Linked DNA regions of Mus musculus: region 1 is linked to region 2. A link is a contact called in public Hi-C data. All regions are on one chromosome and are shown on one strand. The core of a region is the stretch at or near the end of the contact, and the rest is flanking DNA. Distances in the headings are between cores, read along the strand shown. Region 1 has its middle 19 kb from the start of Gm42339. Region 2 overlaps Gm42339 (a long non-coding RNA gene).

Region 1 (6,084 bases), core at 160-2,659, 84 kb before region 2:
ACAGGGAAAAGTTAAGTGGCGTTTCATCTGAGTGCGGGTTGCGCGGTGGACTGGGCGTGCTATGGAAGCCAGAGTGCCCTGCTCGTGCACTTCACTTGAAAATCGAAAGGCTGGTATCCTTATGACTAAATGGTTGTAGAGATGCAACAGGAGGTGTTTTGGTTTTTTTCTTTTTCTTTTCCTTTTTTCCTCCTAAGAGGCTCATGCCTGCAGACATGGAAGTGGCTTTGGGGGTCACTCAGTATCTTTAAAAACACACAACACCAGCAGCTCCCTGTGCCCATGGGAACTTTGCACCTGCCATGTGCCCATGCCCATGGCTGGCAGTGGGTAGGTAATAGGAGGACAGAGGAGGAGGGTCTGGGTTGTTCCTGTCAGCTCTGCTGATGGTTTTCAGAACCCTTACCGTGGGCCCTTGGTGACTGTATAATCAGAAAGCACGTTAATGGGTTTTGACTTGAGCTCACCTGTGGGTCACATGCCCATCTAAGTTAGTTTGACTTTATGTGAATGAGGCAGGTGGGGAAAAAAGAGAGAGACTCCTGAATAAGCTTCCTGGGCATTTACTTATCTATAATAGCACCTCAGTCCTGAAGAGAGAGAGAGAAAGAGAGAGAGAGAGAGAGAGAGAGAGAGAGAGAGAGAGAGAGAGAGAGAGAGAGAGAGAACGTGCAATTTTGTCTTTGTGAGGTTTGGCTTTCATTTGTCCCCTCCTTTTGGGGTCTCTAAACACTGTTTTTCTAGAAGCCCTCAGCAGAGCTGGTCTGGTTACTTCTTTTGCTGTGGCTTCTATTATGTTCCTAAAGGGGAGCCTGGAGTTGTTGTGAGCTAATTTTCAGGTATGGCTGGCTGCCTTCCTCCCGTCCCTCCCGACCTGGCACCAGAGAGATGCGCGGAAGCTGGGAGTCTTGGGGCTTTCTGTTCTTCCAGGTTAGGGTTGCTCCTGTGATTCTTGTTTGCCTGCACTGGTACCACTCAGGGGAACCAGACCCTAAGAATACCTGGTGCAGTTACGTCGTCACTTTCCACACTGAGATTTTTGAACGCAATGAGTATTTATCTTTCAAAATACAACCATATAAGTCACTTTTAGCTAAAGTACATTATGGACATTAAGAGCATGCCAGTATGCCTTTAACAATATTACCACAAGCGATTTCAGGAAAATGCCACCTTTTATGTCCTGGTTCCCCCCATCCCCCAAGAGACTGTTAGATCCATTTTCAATTTTTTAAATTTCTTTTTGGAAATGAATAAAGGAAGCGTATCAAGTCTTTGCTGGGTATTTTGTTGCAGACGAGACCACTGGGTTGGTGCCATGTGACGAGGCAAACTTGGGTTTTCCTAGAGGGTTAAGACAGAGTGTCATTTAAACAAACTATTAACTCGCTGGGTACCCTGTGTGAGCGGGCATGGTTGCTATGTAACAGAATCTAGAAAGTGAACTGCTGGAAATCGGCTCTCGGCACTTCGCAGGATCTTCTTTCGGAATTTCTGTTGAAAGAGCTCTTGGCAGTGGGCCCATCGCCTCTCTCCTGTTGCAAGTGAGTTGGATAATCCTAAGGAGAACTGTAGGCCAGCCTCGCCAAGGGCATCCGTGCCGGGTGGTGCATTTCACAGCCCCAGAGGCCACCTCTTGGGTTGATGGGGTCACAACTGGTTTTGACAGGTGGACAGAAGGAGGCTTGGTTTTTTTAAAAAAAAAAAAAACAAAAAACAAAAAAAAACTCCCAAAATACAGAGCTAAGCATTTGTTTCAGTTCATCTTGTTGTAGAAAGGGGGTCGTTTGAAGTAGCATTTCTAAAGCACTTTCCTCGGGGTACCCAGCTCTGGGAAAGTGTATTTAAAATGCTTGCTGTTCTTTGAAGGCAAAATATAGCAGTTTGCTTCTCTGAAAATGTTTTATCTGATGAATGACTAATATTAGATTCAATTGGCTGCTTTGCAGTGCATAGAATAAAACAATTAAGAGCCATTACACCCAATTTAAATAGGTGTTAACTGTATAGAACATAACATGCTTACACCCATTAGGATGGATGCTCGCCGCCTTGAGTTTATTGTTTATTTGGGGTGTGTGTACCTGTGTACCTGTGGAGAATGTGTTTTCCTCGGTCGTTCCCTGCCTACCTTCCAGTCTCTGCCCTCCCAGTGCTGGGATTGCAGGCTCACGCTGCTGAGCTCAGCATTTTTCCATGGATGGTGGGGCTCTGAACTCCGATGCTCGTGCTTTTATAGGGAGTACGTTTGATTAACTGGACCCTCTCCCCTGCCCCCCACTGGCAAGGTACAGAAAGTGTCTTCCTTTGGTGCCAGAGATGGAGAAGCAGTCCTTGTCTGCTGCAGTTATTAAAAGGGGGAGATGGGAAGGATCAGACTCCATGTTTATAAATCTTCATAGCTACACACAGATTGTATTTCCTTCTCTGATCACTACAATAGATAGCTGCCCGGGTCCTGGCATCTCCTCTTTACAAAACACTGAAAACTCTTTGGAAAAGTTTGCATTACCTTAGGAGTGGTGTGTACAGGGACTCCAAGGAGATGCTAGACACTGTTGCTCTGCAAAATAACTTTTGTCTTTTGACACTGGCTTTCCCGTTCGCTCTGCTCCTATCTTATTTGCTTTGAAAGAGGGGATTTCCAAATGGCAGAGAGGGTGGAACCCAGGCGTGTGTCGACATCTCCAAGGCCCCTCACTCTACCTCCGCAGTGGGATGAAGGACCATGCCTTTGTCTAACCCAAAAGGCGGGGCTTTACGGCTCCTCCTAAAAATTACTGTGTGGAATCACCAAGAGATTAGTTACACATGAGGATGGGGTGGTAGAAATTAGTTATTGATTGGCTATCATTTACTATCTTTCCACTGTCTTTAAAGATGCCTCGGGAGGGTCCCTGGAGTTGAGATTCTGATTCATTTCATAATACTGTGTTTGTTTCCTGAATGTTTGTGGCTTTCCAGAACTAGTTTGATGTCAGCCAGAAGTCCTAGTTGGCCTGGTTTTCACACCATGAGGACTAACTGCATATCATCTTGGTGTGAGGTGGACCTGCATCTCCACACTCTTCCCCTAACTCCTCAATCCCAATGGCACCTTTTAGAGATCTTATAGGCCCTAATTTGTGACTTCCTGGCTGCCAGGGAGTATGTAGCACATGGGCTTGGCAGGTGGGAATTGCTCACTGGAAGTCTGCCTGCCCACCCTGTAAGCCACATGGAGCACAGAAGGTCAAACTCAGGGCCTTGGAAACATTCACTGGGTATTTTATGTATTCGTCTGGTAGTCACTCCCGTGTAATACAGGATGATAGGGATGTCCCTGTCCTTTGTCCTTTTCATCCCCATCGTATGGCTGACCTTAAGAGATGACTTCTTATGCTAAGTCTGGTTAGCAGCCCATGTCAGGGGACTTACTTATTGTGTGGCTAATTTTGATTGTCAATTTGCTTTATCTGGGGAGAAGGAGCCTCATTTGGGGAATTTCCTCCATGGAATTGGTCTGTGGGCATGTCTGGGGGGCGGGGCATTTGCTTAATTGAGAATTGACCTAGGGGAGGCCAGCCTACCATGGGCGGTACCAACCCTATGCTACATAATAAAGATAGTTGAGCATGAGCCCAGAAGCAAACCAGTTAGCAGCGTTACTCCCTGATCTCTGCATCAGTTCCTGCCTCTAGGTCCCTGCCTTGTTCTTCTGCCCTGGCTTCCCTTGCTATAAACTGTAATCCATAAGCCAAACAAACTCTTCCCTCTCTCAGTTGCTTTTGGTCAGTGTTTTATCAGAGCAACAGAGAAGAGAGCAAGGGCATTTACTTGAATTCCATATCTTTAAGACCAAACCATTGAAAGGTTCCTAGCAGTAGATTCTCCCCCAACTCTGTGTGTGTATGTGTGTGTGCCTGTGAATGCATATTGCATGCATATGCATATGTATGTACCACCGTATTTTCAACTTTAAAGCTCTCTAATCATAAAAGACTCAGAATTAAGCTATGCCTAGTATGATTTCAGCAATGAATTATACTTGTTGGGAAGTTCTAACAACCCACGTGGATTAGAAGGACACATACATTGGCTGTGGTCAGAGTTCAAAGGGCCCAAATCCATCACCTCTTTCCATTCTTGTGGTTGCAAGAGCCTAGTCTCATGGCAAGCCTTGTGTGCTCCACACTGGTCTACTTGAACTATGGTCCTTGGCTCCACATGCACACCCATGCTTGCATGTACATGCACACTCCACATAGATCAGACAAGCCGGGAACTCATTCTGTCTGGTAGGTCCAGGGAGCCGGGTGTTAAGTGATCTTTCAAATACGAATTAGCCCATATTGTTTGGGTTGGATATCAGGGCAGCTGACATCTGGGATATGACACAGGTGCCACCAATACATCTCAGCATGTTGATGCCCCATAGTGCAGGTTAGCAGGTTCAGGTAGAATCCCCTAAGAAGAGACAGCATCCCTAAAGCTACAGGGTGGCCATCCGCAGCGGCAGAGTACATCCCCACAGATCCAAACTATCATCCCTGTACTCCCTAGCTGGGACCACCTCTCTAACACAGAAGCTGCCGGAAGACCCGGACTCAGAATGCTGCTTCTACCCTGTGAGGCTGCACGAGACCTAAATGATCTTGCTCATTTGATGAACCTCAGCTCTGAGCGGTGGCATGCAGGCTGTGCTCTGCAGGTCTTCCTGCTTCCCCCTCAGAATCCTCAGCCCCCGCAGACATGAAAGAAGCTGGATGGAGTCTGAGTTGAGTTTGGCAACAGCAACTGTTCAAGCAGGTGGCTTCTGTGTAAAAGGAAATCATTGGTTCTAAATTTATTCTGGTGGCTTTGTTGAGGTGGTGCTAGACCACTGGGTCGGGCTCCTGAAAAGCCCTTGACCCCTTATCCCTCTGATCAATGAGGACCTTCACCCTGGAGTTTGTAACAGGCTTCTAGACCATACTGTCAGGCTGGAGGACAGAGATTAGTTGCCAAGGGGATTTTCCACTCACTCTCTAGTCCCTGTCCCCTTCTATCTCACCACAAGCTTAGGGACCCATGAAGAGAGGACAAGGCCTTCCTCTCTCAATATTGCCTCAGCTGTACCAAATGTTCGAAGCACATGAGTCGTTTGTTATGAGCCATGTGGCCTCTGGAAGGAAGTCAGCCCAGGGCTCAGATGTTCCATTCACCTTCTGACATGTCATTGTGGCTTTCTGAGCACACCTCTGAGGTATGTGACAAAGCTCCTCGGTGTTCCAGGACCTCCTTAAAGTATGTGCTCTCTCCTTCTTGAATATTTTACTGTGGTTGCGCATGAGAACTCAGCTCAATGCCTTTGCCACAGTTTGAAGGAAATAGTAATAGCATGTATACTACATGAATCCCAGGCCCAGCATGGGGGCAGCATATACACCTAGTTTTGAGTAAAGGAGACCATGTCTCAAAGAGGTAAAGACCCTTGTCTGTAGTGACATGATAATGACCAAGATGGTGACAATATCAGGTACTATGTGTTAATGAATCTTATGGCCACCACAGGTCCTTGTAGTGACCTAAAAAACAGGTGCCTCGATAGTATCCATTTCACATACAGGGAAAACGGAGGCATAGAGATGGCATGGTACTTGCCAAAGAACATACAGTCGTTACAGGGCCAAGATCTGGCTCCAGTGTCTCTGCCCTCAGTCAGACAACACTTGGGTGCCTAGGTCAGTCTGCTACCACAAACCAGGCCAGCATCAAGCCAACAGGCCCTCTTGCTATTCAGGCCTGTGTGTCCTCCCTAGATGCCACCTTAGCAGGAAGCATCCTTAGCCTGGCTCCATTGAGAGACCCTGGAGCTCTCAGCTGGTGCTACCTAAGGCTGGGGCCTCTCCCTGAGGAAGAGAAGCTGCTTGTGAGCTTAACATCTCCAGGATCAGCAATGGAGAGAAAGCTTAGGGACTTGGATTTGGGGCTTCTGAGTCCTTAGACCGTGTGTGCTTTCTGTATCTTGGGAAGGAATGTTCTAAGCAAATCTGGAATGTGGGGTACTCTTACTCTCCCTCCAACCAGAATTTCCTTTCCCCCTGCCTCTCCCTTTATAGCCTC
Region 2 (5,671 bases), core at 1,967-4,466:
GCTGATCTCTGGCTTGACTGATGATGTGTGTGTGTGTGTATGTGTGTGTGTGTGTGTGTGTGTGTGTGTGTGTGTGTGTGTGTGTATTCTAGATCCATTCTGTGCCATCTGGTTACCCTCATAGCAATTCCATTTTGCTCCCACCATTTATTACAACCCCAACATAGACACCTAGGTGCCCTCTGCTCCCATACGTGATGATGGACAGGTCCCTTCTCAGATCTGCCCAGCCATGCTGCCTTCAGAGCAGGTGAAGGGCTGCTAGACCCTTGTTCTCAGTTAGCTTAGGTCAGTGTGAAGTTTCTCACTGAAGGTGTTGAGGGAACAGAATTCAAAGAGTTCAAACACAAACTATTCCTAAACAGTCAGGGTGTTAGCACAGCCTACTGGTCTACCTTTGAACCTCTGGGCATGGAGGGCAGCAGAATGAAGGGGCACAGCTGCTTCAGGGTCTAAGTGGGGAATGTTTGTGGTGACAGAGACACCTGGCCTTCAGGTAATTTCTAGCTTTCCTCAGACTGCTTGAGAAGGTCACCCAGAATCTTGAGGAAGGGGCTGTCTCTATCAGCAGCTGCCAATCCTGGCGCTTTGATGCTGTCCACTCTTCCTACAAGGAAGAAAGAAAAAGGTGTGGGTATGTGCTGGGCTTTCTCTGGGTGAAAAGAGCCTTGTGGTTTTGCAGTTTTGTTTAGTGGAATTGGGAATGTGATAGCCTGCCCCCTAGAGGTCCTTTGAGGAATGACATGGACAGCTGTGCCTGGGCCCTGATGTGAGCAAACATAGTATTTGTATTCCCAAGTCATGAGTCCAGAAACTGAAGCACAGAGAAACTCATTCTGCAGGTTGCAGGGTCTGGGGAGTGCGAGCTCTGTAGCCTGGCCCTGAAGCCTCATTCATCACCAGGAACTTTGCCTTGGATCACTCTGGCCCCAAACGTTCAGTACAAAGCTATTGCCTAGTGTATCTGAGATGAGCAGAGGTCTGGAACGCACTGTGAAAGCCAACTGCACTGAGTGGCGCTTTAACACTATTGAAGGATCAGTTGCTAAGTGGCACCGAGAGTAGCTGGTAATGGGGTGCCAAGGTGTCTCTTGATTCCCTTTGTTCCTCTGTATGAATAAGTTGGAGAGATGTGGTTTGTTTATTTGCTGTTGTTATTGTCTTTATATAGGGAGACACGCTGTAACCCAGGATGGCTTCAAAGTCATCACATAGCCCAGGTGACCTCCAACTTATGCACAATCCTCCTGCCTTAGCCTCCCTCGTGCTGGACTGGCAGGTTTGCATCACCACACCTGGCTAGAGTAGAACCTCAATTCCCACAGTCCCTCTCAGCTCTGGCGTTCAGTGCAGGCCTGTGTGGACAGGCTCAGGCTGAAGGACTCTCCTTTACCTTGCCACAGTAATCAAGCACACAGCGTCTGGTCTCAGGCCACCACTGGCTTCTACACAGAGCCTCAGGTGACAAGGGCTCAGTGAGGTCCAGGGCAGTGAGAAAGATGTTTGAGTCCCTCTATCCTGTCAGTTGGTGATTTTTATCTTTCTTAGCTCTCTTTAATGTGTAATTTCTAAAATGGCCATCCAACATCTGTCATGTGTCAGGGACCTTGTCTTACATCCTCACTGTCTCTAGTGATTCTATATGCTGTCCCCTGGGCTGTGCTGGTGTGATGCAGTGGTCATGAAGGCTGACCGCAGTGTTTCCAACCTCTGTCTGTTGCCATCTCCCCCTGCCCACCCTGCACCACTGAGTGGATTTCCTGCCCCTCTACTCTCCCAGTTGCTGGCACCAGCACAGAGCTGCAAAGTGTCCTGAGGTCACTTCCTAGGATCTCCAGCTAGAGGGTGAGCATATTGATGGGATCATGGCCTCCACATGAGAGAAAACAGCTTCACGGGGATTTCCTACCATCGGCAGACATGTCTGACCTTGAACACCAGGCCACCTTTCCTTTCACAGACTACCAGTGTACCCACTGCTTGCTCCCACCAAGCCCCATCTTCTTTTCCTCCTTCTCCTCTCCCTCCTCCTCTTCCTTCTCCTCCTCCTCTTCCTCCTCCTCTTCTTCCTCCTCTTTCTCCTCCTCTTCCCTCTCCTCCTCTTCTTTCTTCTCCTCCTCTTCCTCCCCCCTCCTCCTCCTTCTCCTCCATCTCCTTTGTAAAAGGGCAGAAGTAACCAGCTACATGGATTGCAGGCTTACAGCAGTGCTCTCTATAGGTGCTTTACAGGGTAGCCTGTCCCATCCTCGGGGTAACATTGTGAGATAAGTCAGCACCATATTATTCCATTTCACAGATAAGGAAACCAAAGCCTAGAGACGTTAAACAACCTGTCCAAGGTCACACGGTAAGCCACAGAGAGAGCTTAACTGGCTACAGAATCCAGCATGGTCATGACAGCTTTATTCATTACCTGTCTCAGATACTGCTCATTCGTTCCTCCCTTGGAGAGACTTCCAGCTTACATAAGATAGGATTCTAGTTCTCCACGAATCCACTGTGTGGGTCTGAGAAGCTATGTTTTTCTATTGCTGAATAGCAAATAACCACAAACATGCCACCCCCCAGCCACTGATCCCCAATAACCACAAACATGGCCCCCAGCCACTGATCCTCAATAACCACAAACATGGTCCCCCAGCCACTGATCCCCTGCCAGTGTCTGGAGGCCGGGCATCCGGGTGTGGCTGCATGGTGGGGGCTCTGCTCAGGGTCTCACAAGACTGACACCGAGATGCCACTAGAGCTGTGCCCTCATCAGAAGGGGGACCCTTGCCAAGCTCCCTGGCTCCAGCCAGAGTTCACTCATTCACATGCGGAGCGCTGTGCGGGTCACACCTGCATGTTGGCACACTCCACAACGAGACTTTCGCCAAGAAACGATTGGCCTTCTCTTCTTTAGTAATCAGGGAACGGAAGACGCTGCATTTGCTGTGTTGCATCGCCAAAGGCAGTTTTCGGGGTATTTGTGTTGGGTGTGTTTTCTAAATTACTGCTTTGTGTGCTTTCTGGAAGCACGATGCATATGCTTTGGCCTCGGAGAGATTTGCATTTTGGAGCCAGCAGGTTGGCTTCCAGTGAGTAGGAGACACCACCACCGCTGAGAAGGAATTGGGGGTGTTGTAAATTTGAGGAAACTCCTGTCACACATCCTCCTGGGCACCTCTTCCCTTAAAGGGATCAGTCATAGCCCATTACCTCACATCTCCTCAAGGCCCACGCAAACACTGGTTACTGTGACTGACTACCGACTCAGAAACAAATGGAACACGAGTCATGATTATAACGATGTCCTGTCCGTGTATGTGCTAGAGCCACAGCATGCATGCTAATTCCTAAGCTTTGTGTCCTCTGGTGAGGTTGTGGTGTGAGGTTTCCCCCATCGTAGTCATGAGGCAGCTGCTGCTCAGAGCTGTCAGCTCACACAGTTTGGAGATCTCTAAGACAGCATTGAAAGCCAAGCCTGTGCCTTACTCTTCCCTCATGATCTGACTCCAATATGACCATCATAAACTCAGGCTTTGAATGCTTGTTCCCACAGCTGGGAGGCTGCAGAGTCTTCAAGAAGCAGGCCCTGTGTAAAGGAAGGAGGTAAAGGTGGACTGCTAGAGGTGGCTCTTTAAAGGCTGGGGCCCCTACTTCCAGCCCTGTTCTTTCTGCTCACTGGGTCACCAAGATGTGAAGAGCTTCAGGCATCATAAACTTTAGTCTCCTTTTCCCGCCCTGGTGGACTGATGCCTTCTGATACCATGAACCAATCTAAAAATCTTTTATACTTGTTTAAGTCCCTTAAACGTATTTGGTTCAGGTCTTATGGTAAGGTTATACAAATACAGGTAGCACATCACCCCCAAGCAATAAAAGTGGCCCAGGCAGCCTTTTTCTATGTTTGTCTGATGAGAATTCTGGCAAGACGACTGTACACATCTCCTTACCTGTGGTCCCCACAGCCCTGGTCTTCTTGCCTCTTGCTCTGAGAAAGAGCTGAGATACTGTGCCCTGGGTAGTATTACTTCCAACGGTTGGCCTACAGCAGAAAGGACTTTGAAAGTGGCAAAGGCAAAGGCAAAGGCGACCAAGCCCTCCACCAGTTCTGTGACTCCTCCCCCCACCTTCTGCTAAGCTCTTCGTCTTTAAGTGATGGCTAAGGCAAGGAGACGCTTGGCAAGAAAGAACTGCACGAGGCAGTTGTCCCCTCTACCCACAGCAGAGCCGTCAGGAACATGTGATGTTGTATCCTGTCTGAAGTCATAACACTCCAAAGCCAGAGCTCTGTGTTTGGGACTGGTAGATATTCCATCCCGAGAGCATATTTGTCTTCAAAGACTCACCTCTCGAGTCCTGATGCACACTGATGTTTTCTTGTCCCCTGAAAGGCTCCTCCGCAAACGTACACTCAGAACCATTTTTCCCAAGTGCACTAAAATCACCCCGACCTTGTTTTCTCTTTCCCTTTGGGTTACGGCAGTATTTAAAAGGCTTTTCTGAAGAGTGAAGCCTTATCTAATGTAGAGTTCTCCGGTTCCCCATCACAGAGATCCAGGCTGCAGGGACTCACATGTTCCTCCTGCATTCCTTGTCCCTAAACATTTAAGCCATCCCTACACTCTGGCTACACACTGGCACCTCCTCTTAAAGGCTGAGAAGAAAGCGGCTGGACCCAAGGTCTTTAATCAAGGCCTCCGTCCATCAGCCAATAAGGGCAAGAGGCATTCCCCTCCATACTCTAAAAGGGCTGGACTGCTTGATCAAGAGTGTTTGGAGAGTAGACAGTCCAGGTTAGTGAAGCAGGATGCCAGCTTCTGTATCCTGACACACACACACACACACACACACACACACACACACACCACTCCTTGCTAGCTACAGGGGAAAATATGTGCACATATGAATGTGTGCACACAAATGGGTGTATAGGGGCACATGCGTATTTAAATTTATACATAAATGGAAGGTTACTCTTACCACCAAAATTCTCTCTTCCTGGAGCAAGTCTGTTGGGGTGAAGATGGGGCACACTAAAATTAGTGGGAGCAGATTCTCATCAGGCCGGGTGATCTTTCCACTTGGAGACTGCAGTGGAGTCTTTCTAACTGAGCAGAGGCTTTGGATAGGTCCAGGAGGAGGAAGGAGGCAGCTGCTGGATGGACCCTGCCATAGCGCCCCCTACAGGTCACTCTTGGAATCAAGCCTCGTGGCTGCAGCCTTTTGCTCCGCCCCACTCTGCTACCCCTAACCAAACCCAACCTCTCTTCTCTAGGGCCCTCTGGTGAACCTATGAGGCTTCTCACCAAGGGTGGTGAGAATGACTCAGTAGTCACCACGGCTCTCCTCAGACGTCAGACACAGTTCCTGATGCACCTTGTGTCTGTATTAGTTGCTCACAAGTTGCTGAGACAAGATGCCTGGCAAACACGAGTCAAAGGAGAGAGGGATTGATTTGAGCTCACAGCATGGGAAATACAGTCCACTGTGGGTGGGAGGGCACGTCGGCAGGAACGGGAGGCGGCTGGTCATAGTCCGGAAGCAGAAGGAGATGGCTGCTGTGCTCAGCTTGCTTTTAATTTTTTAAAAGATTTATTTATTATTATACATTAGTACACTGTAGCTATCTTCAGACACACCAGAAGTGGGTGTCAGATCTTATTACAGATGGTTGTGAGCCACCATG

What was found. Hi-C and Micro-C count contacts between places; a contact is called where the count stands out from the background.
Region 1: a contact with region 2 is called in a Hi-C map of forebrain, with 2.6 times the contacts expected there. The contact joins two enhancer-like sites. A contact is called at or near these places in 9 of 484 Hi-C or Micro-C datasets (brain, cerebellar granule neurons, cerebral cortex and 4 more) and 2 of 115 datasets of contacts at active chromatin or transcription factors (forebrain and neural progenitor cells).

Annotation. Positions count from the first base shown.
Region 1 is chr4:142,469,621-142,475,704 of GRCm38.p6, reverse strand. No RefSeq gene overlaps it. Among named protein-coding and RNA genes, the nearest start is that of Gm42339, 19 kb to the right of the region's middle. Within about 2 kb of position 1,409, at least 24 of the 459 cell types and tissues checked have an H3K27ac peak or open chromatin away from gene starts, as enhancers often do. A contact at or near this core is called in cortical neurons and forebrain, where this site is marked.
Region 2 is chr4:142,388,181-142,393,851 of GRCm38.p6, reverse strand. Gm42339 (a long non-coding RNA gene) reads left to right here. Exons shown (of 2, transcript XR_003955298.1): 2 at 1-5,671. Among named protein-coding and RNA genes, the nearest start is that of Gm42339, 63 kb to the left of the region's middle. Within about 2 kb of position 3,216, at least 20 of the 459 cell types and tissues checked have an H3K27ac peak or open chromatin away from gene starts, as enhancers often do. A contact at or near this core is called in cortical neurons and forebrain, where this site is marked.